Regions from separate parts of the Ovis aries genome. Here region 1 is linked to region 2. A link is a contact called in public Hi-C data. All regions are on one chromosome and are shown on one strand. The core of a region is the stretch at or near the end of the contact, and the rest is flanking DNA. Distances in the headings are between cores, read along the strand shown.

Region 1 (4,358 bases), core at 975-3,474, 110 kb before region 2:
ATCCGTTGCCCACTATGCCAGTTAGGAAGATGATGGAGTAGACAGTGGGCAGGAAGATCCGGTTGAAATGGGCATTTTCCTCCCGGAAGCAGGGTTCCTTCATGGAATCATAGTCACCTGAGCCCAAGTCATCCTCAGTGTAATTATCGGAAGTGAATATCTGAAAAACAGGCAAGGGAACAGACATTCACTTTCAAGTTCAGCAGGTATTCTCCGAGTTCAAAACAATGTTTCTGGTATTAAAAAAAAAGCAATTTGTAAAAACCAACTCAGTCCAGCTTTCTTCAGGAAATTCTGCTCCCACTAAAGTACCAGGGTAAAAAGGATAAGGGAATTCTAGACTCCTGCGGATCTCCTCCCATCTTCCCCCACAAGTCACTTCATTACATCCCTCTTTAGGAGAACCAATTACAAAACTCTTTGTTTAAAACAAAACGGCGATGAGAGTCTTCGGTTTCCTAAGTTACATCCTCGCTAACTCTTTTGCCCCGCCCACTGGAGAGAAGAAAAAACCTCCGGGGCAAAAAACCAAAACACAACACAAAGGCGGCGTGGGAGCGTGGGTGGGAGTGGGGGAAGAATCTCGTGTTCTGAGGGGCTGGGATTAACTTTCTCAACGAAGATTCGCCAGGATAGGGAAGCCGGGAGCAAGAAGCACTGGGGTGTGTGTGTGTGTGAAAGGGCGGAGTGTCCCAAAGATTCTTATTCCAAGGCATGAAACACTGTTTTCTCCACGACTGTCTAAACACTTATCATTCTGCACTTCAAGCAACACGTAGTGAGGAAGGAGAATGCGGCCTTGAATGAAGGGCTTTGGTGCTTGGGGGCAGGATTGTCAGAGTGGGTAACCGCCCCGACGCCCGCTCATGGGCGCTCTTCAGGGCCGTTTGTTTCTTTGCCAAACCCCTGTTTATCACTTGGCGCGTTTGGGACGTTAGCGAGCACAGAATTTTAATGGGAGGGGAAAGTCACGGGGTCTACACCCGTGGTCCTCGCCCCAAGTTTCATTTCCTCACTCTCCCAAGTCGCTTCCCATGCCGCCAATGATGCAGTAAAAGGTGGGAGGTCTGTAGTGGGAAGCCTCCGGGCGGAGGGCACGCTGGGGACAGGGTGGTCCAGCTCCGTCACTCCCGGCTGTCCACCAAGCCCACGCCTGCCGCCCGCCCAGTGCGGTTGCGGCGGTTTGGCCCCGCCGCACGCCAGGGGCAAGTACTACTGGGTGCTGGGGAGAGGTTGGGCGTCTCCGCCGCGGGAGCCTTTGAATCGCCCGCCGCTGGGGGAAACGAAAAGCCTCCCTAGTAAGGGGTTTTCAAAAGGTTCCAGGAAACCACCGACGGTTGAATGGCGCTACTGGGCGCGGTGAGAGGCAAACCGTCTTCCACTTGCACCTGCCTGTCTGCACCGCAACCACCGGCGGCCCAGGTGCCCTTCCAGCCCCTCATTCCACCCCCAGTCCCCGCCGCGCACACTCGGGGTGCTGCTGCACTGTGACCATTTATACTCCTTTAACTTCTGCACGACCCCCAAATTCCAGAACCCAGGAGCCCACTCGCGGCGCTGGCGACGCCCGCGAAGTCTCTCCCTCGATCCCAAGGCGCGAGGGCTGTTCCCAGTACCTCCCTGCTGCGACCAACGCGCAGACAGCTCAACTGAGCGACAAGTGCCCAGCCATTGGCACAACTCCGCGGGTAGCGGAGTTTAGTGAACACGCGCCCAACGCCTCTGGTAACTCTGCCCGGGAGTACCGCCCTCCACCTCCAAATTCAGATCGTGTTATCTGCTCCAAAAGAAACCCCCGCTCCCTCGAGGAAGAGACCCACGGTCTCTGACAGAGCACACATCTCTGCACTTTTCCACAGTGTTCTTCTGTTTGCAAACAGCGTGCAAAACCGGCGCGCGCCGCAGAACTCAGGGGGAGATACATGCAACCATTGAAACGGTCGTCCCAGTCTTTTCTCCTTCTACTTAAAAAAGATTTCAGTCCAGCATGCCTCACCCCTCCTGTAGCCAAGCGCACGAAATCTCCTTTCTACACCCTTTCTCCGGGCACTGGCACCTGCAATAGTCTGGTTGCTCCGGCCCACTCAGAGAGCGGTTGCGCTGTAAATTCAGGTGTTTGCACGTTTAAGAAAAAACAGGTTGAAACTGGACTTACACGGATCCCTTCCATGGTAACCGCTTGCTCTCCAGCCGCGGGGGCTACCGGCTACTCAAGTCCTCAGGGTCACTTTGCTACCTGCTGCCACAGCCAACACACTGAAGTTTCTGGCCGAAGCTGGACTTTTATAAAAACACGCTCCGCGGGCGGCGCATGCGCCGCGCCGGTGGGCGGGAGGGCAGGGCGGGGAGAAAGGCGGGGTGCAGGAGAGGGGCAGACGCGGGGGCGGGGGACGCGAGGGAGGGGCGGAGGGGTAGGCCCTCGGGCAGCGTAAGCCTGGGAGGCCCTCAGCGGCTACCTTTAGCTCTACCTCGAGGTCACCTCGTGAGTCTTAAGCTGGGAAGCTCATCCTGGAGGCGTGTCCCAAGTTGGGAAAGCAGGATGCGCTTGGAGGAGGTGGAAAGCGCGGGCGATTGACGCGCCCTGTTCTGTCCTTGCTCACGTGGGTGGTATTGCTGACCCGGGAAAGCTACAGATGTAGACACTGAGGTCCAGAGAGGGGAAGTGACTTGCCGGAGAAACCCGACCAGCAGGCGGCAATGCTAGCAGTGGGTCCAATATCTTGAGTCCATTCCCTGCTCTTTGAGCAGATGCAGTTCATTCAGAAAATGAAACAAGTAAAGATTCTTTCTTCAGAGCACAACTATATATAACTAGACATGCACATCCACCGTAATAGTGCTAGAGTCAAGTGTCGACAATCAGAAAACATTTTCAGACGAAGGTCGGATGATTTGGCATAATTCTGGAGGGAGATAGTGATAGAGAAGTAGATGTGTGTTCCCGGGTAACCAGTTCGTGAATAGTGCTTTTGAAAAAGTTGTGCTGTGTTATAAGAGATACTCAGCGAAGAGTACTTCCCTAACATGTCACCAGGTAGCTGCACAGATTCATTCATTCTCACAACACCCTGTAGGTGTTATCATTACAGAGATGCATTTAGTCAACAGATAATTTAGTGAGGGCTGACTGCATGCCACGCACTGTTCTAGGAGCTGGGGAAACAGCGGTGAACCTGACAAGGCCCCCATGCGGAGGAAACAAGAAACAGATCCGCAGACATGCAATTCCAGGGTTGCCCGGAGATGACAAGCCTGACTCAAACCCAGATCTACTGGCCTCACATCCGCTGTCCAACCTAATGTGGAGAACAAGCGTTGGCAACAGTAAGAAATTCGGTTGGAGAGCTGGGCAGGGTGGAATAAGGGTGGGGGCTGGACGCTTAAAGGTATCTCAGACGGCTGGGGTTTGCAGTGGTCGCTCAGACAGTGCTTTCGAGTCTCGCGCCACTTCCCTCCCGCCCGCACGCAGAGCCTGGATGGGGCGGGGACCAAGTGAGGGGCGGGGCCGATAAATAGTGAGGCAAGCGAGGGTGACTGCAGGAGTGAGTGACAGCGGGGACCGAGGTGTGAGTTTCTGCGGCGACTGGCGAGCAGTGGTTGCGTTACCAGGAGGGCCTCAGACACCTCCCACCCTGGGACCGTCGCCAGAAAAAGGCTTGCCCAGACTAGACCCTAAGCACCACTTTCTTTTCTTCCAGAGAAAATCTTGCAATCTGGAGATATTCCCGAGACAATGTGTAGACTGGGAATCATTTCTTCGCAGAGCATAATTTTTATCTTTTTTCTGGACCCATTTCCTAATATTTGCCAGTGAAGGTCCTCATCCACTGAAAGCTGATATTGGAGTTTCTCAGTTCAGTTCAGTCAGTTCAGTCACTCAGTCGTGTCCGACTCTTTGCGACCCCATGAATTGCAGCACGCCAGACCTCCCTGTCCATCACCAACTCCCAGAGTTCACTCAAACTCACAAATTGTCAATTTAGGTCGCAATAATGATTGGATACAGTCAATCATAATATTATGCAGGTTTTAAAAAAAGCCTTAAAAGCACTTAAAATCATTAATAAAACATCAGTACCTTCACATTTTCATAAGCTAGGTAGGAGAGGCATTCTATCTGCTGAAGGGCTGGAATTTCAGACAGGTTCCATGGCTTGATTTTCAAGAAGCTTGGTAGTGGCAGAATCAGTGTTTTGACCCAGAATGTCAGCTGCATTGTACCTCAGACTCTTATCTTCACAATGGCTAAAACCTGAAAAGCAGAATCTCCCAAACCCACTCAAAAAGAGGAGAGAGGATAAATCCAGAGTAAAATGATTTGCACATTAAATATTTGTTGATTGTCTGCAGACAAAAGA
Region 2 (4,468 bases), core at 1,380-3,879:
AAGGAAAGACATTCAATACCAGGGCTCCTGCAGGATGCTTGGCAGCAATGGGTGGGTACTCCAGCAGTGACTGGCCTCAGGGCCATGTGTGCTGGTGAACCAGACAAATGATGATGGCAGCTCAGGTAGCTTGCGATCTGGGGTTGCATTATTGGTCTGTGTGTCCCAGAGAAGCAGGTATGGAAGCGGGGCCTAAGAAAGAAGGAAGGGGACCCCCACAACTCTGTCCGTGTTCTACCCAGGGCATAGCCTTAACATAAGCTCCCTTCCTCTCTCCCTGGGACCAGGACCTTCCCATGCAGGAAGGTTCACAGACAAGCTAAGCTTCCATTCCTGACCCATGGACCTGTATTCCTGTGTCCTCTTCCCTACCCCACACTGTCTTCATTACTGGGAGAGAGGCCCTCTGCAGGAGGAAAAGAATGACTCCCTCTCCTTTTAGTTCTAGAAACATGTTGCAGAGAGTTGGGCCCTTGGCGTGTGGCCCCAGAGCTGGGTAGTGTCTGTCAGTTGTTTTCCACGCACTTATTTCCTTTTCCTCTAGAAGTGGCATTTTAGTTTTCCTTTGGGTTGACAGCCCTCCCTCGGTCTTAGGCCACGTGGGCCAGATGAGGCTGACTACGCCTCCGGAGTCCTGTGCATGGGCACACACATGCGGTGTGTGCTCTCTGTTTGGCCAATGAGCATCACAGTACTTGTTGCAGAGACGGGCACACATGAGTCAAGCTGGACTGATGGGTATTAGTTCTGGGGTTTTCAATGGCACTATTGGCAAAGAGGTACTTTCTTTCTTGTGAGGTTGCTAACTTGGTAAATGGATATAAACTTGGAACACCTGGTAGAAATCTAAGAACTTCCCCAGAGAATAAGGTAAAGCTAAGAGAAAGAGAGAGGCATATTCCTGAAGGTAGCAACTGAGCACCTGGATCCAGCTGTTCCTGAAGACATGATTTTTTTTTTCATTTTATACAGGAGCCAAATAAGTTATCTTTTCTGTTTGTTTGATCCATTTTGAAATGGTCTCTCTGTAACTTACAGTCTAAATAATCTTGACTGATGTAGGTCACATTCTAGATCATCCAAAAGTTGTATACTTAAAGTTATAGGCTTATATTTTCCTGATGAATGTGCTTTCACATATCTCTGGTATACAAGCAGCCTGCCACATACCCAGGGATCATAGCAATCTTGGGTGACAGGGAAGGGTGGTACTTTCCCATCTCTAATACCTTTCCCATTTCTAATACCTGTGGCTCCTGGCTACCCAGACATAGAGAAGAGAGTCAAAGGGAACATTCAGTTGCAGAACTTGCCTGAACCAAGATTTTCCAGAGAACCTACATTTTTCTCTATTCTGCAACACTGAAAAATCCCCACACAAATGTTGACCCTCTGGGCTATGCAGAAAAGATGTAGAAATCATCTGCTGAATTGGAAAGTCAATTGTATCCTGGGTAGTGCTTTTAGGGATCTGAAACATTTCAGAGAATATTACAAAGTTCTGAAATCACAGTTTCAGCCCTTGTCTGAACCCTAGAATTCTCTTTGTTCAGCTCCCTCATTTCAGAGGAGGAAAGACTCAGAGACAAAGAACCTTGGCTAAGGTCTCATAGCCAGTATGGTTGCAGACCACTATTGCCAAGAACTAGCAGAAGAGAGAAGGTGCCTCTGAATATCTCACAGAGACCAGAGACTAATCTCTTTGCTCACTGTATTAGGACCCTTCAGCTGCAAGTGACAGATCTCTGCTCCTGAAATCAGATCTCATTTCTCACAGCTGAAAAATCCAAGAGCCTGATCTAACTTCAAGTAAGGATGGATCCAGGAGTTCATAATTATACTACGAAGTCTTGTTTTTTTTCTTCTTAATTATGCACTGGTTTCCTCTGTGTTGGATTTGATTCTTCAGCAGACTCTAGCCATATAGTGGCTTCTGGCAACAATAAAATTTTGTGCTATCAGATTAGTAATTCTACTTGATAAAGAGCTTCTATTTTCCAGGAGTTCCTTCAGAATTCCAGGGCTCATGTTCATGGGCTCAAAGAGGGTCAGTGTGGACAGGGATTGGCAATGCAGTTTGCACTGAGGGGCTATCCCAAAGCCCAGCAGCTCCCGGAGGAATGGGGCTTCACTCGAGCTAGCTGAAGGAAGATTAAGACTGGGCGAGAGGGGGCAAAAGTGAACTTGCTATTGTTACACGGAGGAGGAATGACAGCTGCCAGAAATGATGGTTGCCCCCTACTCTTACCTTGAGCAGTGAAGGAGTCTCAGAGAGGCTAAGAGTTTTATTTTGGGAGCTAAGTCCCAGGGCTTAATAATGGTATCTGGCCCTAGGCCTGTAAGTTGCACTTTAAACCCAGAAGTATAACTTCTGGAGTTTTACTCAACTGCAGAGATGAGGTTTTGCCCGAGAGGATGTCAGGGTGGCCATTTCTTTCGGTCTCACCTCTGATAAGTACGCTCAACTTGGCTGCATTTTTCTATTTTCTGTCCGTGACAGGGCACCAGGCCAAACATATCTCAGACAAATATCTGTATTGTTTGTGGCGTGACTGTGACTTCCTGTCTTCCAATTTAAGTGTTCTGCCTCGCTTTTCACTGTCTGGGTCATTTGATATTACATCTGGCGCTTCCTGTTTTTAAGAGCCTCTGACTCTAGTCATCCGACTGTAGAAACCAGGGTTCAACTTCTTCATCAGTGATGCTGGCTTTAGTCACTTGTTTTGGTATCCTAACTGAGATTTACGTAAGGAAAGCTGTCAGGTGTCCGCTGGTTTTCTCAGCTTCAGATACTTCCTTATTTGTGTTTTTGTTTTTCAGACTTTGGGACTTTCTCTCACTGTGTGGTTGTGCTCGTGGTGGGCTGATCTTCCCCACCCCCACCGCTTCAGTAGCTGCTCTCTTTCCCTAAATAAGCGCCAGGGGTCTTGCTCTCAGAACGGGGCTGCTTCAGGGGTGACAGGCTTAGCTATCCTCCTGCTGCCTCCCCCCACCTGTTTTCCCAGTCTGGGGTTCACTGGTCTCCCGTTTCCTCTCCTCTTCAAAGCGTTCAGTTCCGTTAAAATGCTTCTACTTCAGGCCCGCAAAGGAAAAAAAAAAAGCTACTAAATGCAGATTTACTTATTTTCTCCAAAGAAAGAGAACATTTTAAGCTCCTTAAAAAGGTTCACTTCATTTAAACTTTCTTTCCATGGAATGGCCTGACTTGGGAGGAAGCGGATAAAAGCCCCAAGACATTTATATCGAGGAATAGAATATTTATGATATATCACTTACACAGCTTCCTGACCCTCTGGGGAGAGGAGCTTTGCTGGCCTGAGCTGTACCAGACTTACCTTATTTCTTTTTTGGTTAAGGCAGATGGGTTCAGGGAATTTAAGATAATGGGGAGAGAGGAGATTTATTCTGCCATAAAGGCAATGGCAGCTTTGGGCGGGGGGGACTTGGGGGGGTGGTGAGGGGGAGGAAGGGGGGCTGGCAGGGTAGGGAGCGGGAGAGATGGGCCTGGGGAATCCATAACATCGAAACCCTCCCTGGATACGTGACGTTCTGCTCTTTCTCTGCGCAGCCTTCACTGAACCAGGGAATGGTGGCACAGGGCAGTTGTGAAGGGTCGGAAAGTCATTGTGGGCAGGTCCACTGGGGTCTTCTGAGGCTGCAGTTCGACTCAAAAAGGCTCCATCTTCAGAGGAAGGGCCTGGATGGCTCTGCTTCCCGGGGCAGGAGGGGCAGAGACCAAATCTTTCTCAGCCACCTTTCCTCAGGCCAAGGGACCCCAGGGCTGGGAAACGTTTGGGCCTCTTGCATCTGAGCCAACACTGGCACAAGAGTGAGGAAATCCCCTCCTGTCTGGGTCCTCCCTTCCCTGCCTCTTCTCTGGGTGATGATGGGGGAGGGCTTTGGAAGCCTGGCCAGTTGTGTAATTCTGTGTGTGTGGGATGGGCTCGCTCAACAACGCAGTCCTTGATATTCCTCAGTCAGAATCAAGTGCTCCCCTGAGTCCAGGGAAAGAGAGGGCAATAGGCTGTCATGATTTAAAACGAGAAAAAAAAGCCAGTAAAATCCCAAACCAAAAAACCCCCTTGTTTCTGTGCAGTCTTCTAAATGACCTCATTTCTTCTCTGCTGTCACCCCGTGAGGTCAGGAAGACGGGCATCACCAGTGGATAGGAGGGTTCAGAGGGGAAAGGAAGGGACCCAGCCAGTGTCAGTCAGCTTCCAAGGCCGACGGGGGTCGGGAACACTGGCCTTTCATTTTTAGTTGACAAAAGAAACAAAACCACACAATAAAAAGCAGACTCTCACCCAGACAGACCAAAGAGTCAGATGTGATTGAAGTTGCTGGGGTAACGTCCAAAGCAGATGAGACCATCCCCAAGTTATCAAGGCCGTGAGAAGAGGGCAGGCAGATGGCTGGGGCAGAGCTGGAGATTGTCCTAGAGGCCCCTTGATTCCTGCCTCCATGTAGG

What was found. A called contact is a pair of places that touch in the nucleus more often than the background predicts.
Region 1: a contact with region 2 is called in a Hi-C map of liver, with 1.9 times the contacts expected there. The contact joins the promoter of CXCR4 here to the enhancer-like site in region 2. A contact is called at or near these places in 3 of 16 Hi-C or Micro-C datasets (blood and liver).

What each region holds. Positions count from the first base shown.
Region 1 is chr2:174,725,397-174,729,754 of ARS-UI_Ramb_v3.0, reverse strand. CXCR4 (C-X-C motif chemokine receptor 4) reads right to left here and starts at 2,224. Exons shown (of 2, transcript NM_001277168.1): 1 at 2,156-2,224; 2 at 1-160. The coding sequence starts at 2,170.
Region 2 is chr2:174,614,067-174,618,534 of ARS-UI_Ramb_v3.0, reverse strand. No RefSeq gene overlaps it. Among named protein-coding and RNA genes, the nearest start is that of CXCR4, 110 kb to the left of the region's middle. Within about 2 kb of position 2,629, at least 11 of the 54 cell types and tissues checked have an H3K27ac peak or open chromatin away from gene starts, as enhancers often do. A contact at or near this core is called in liver, where this site is marked.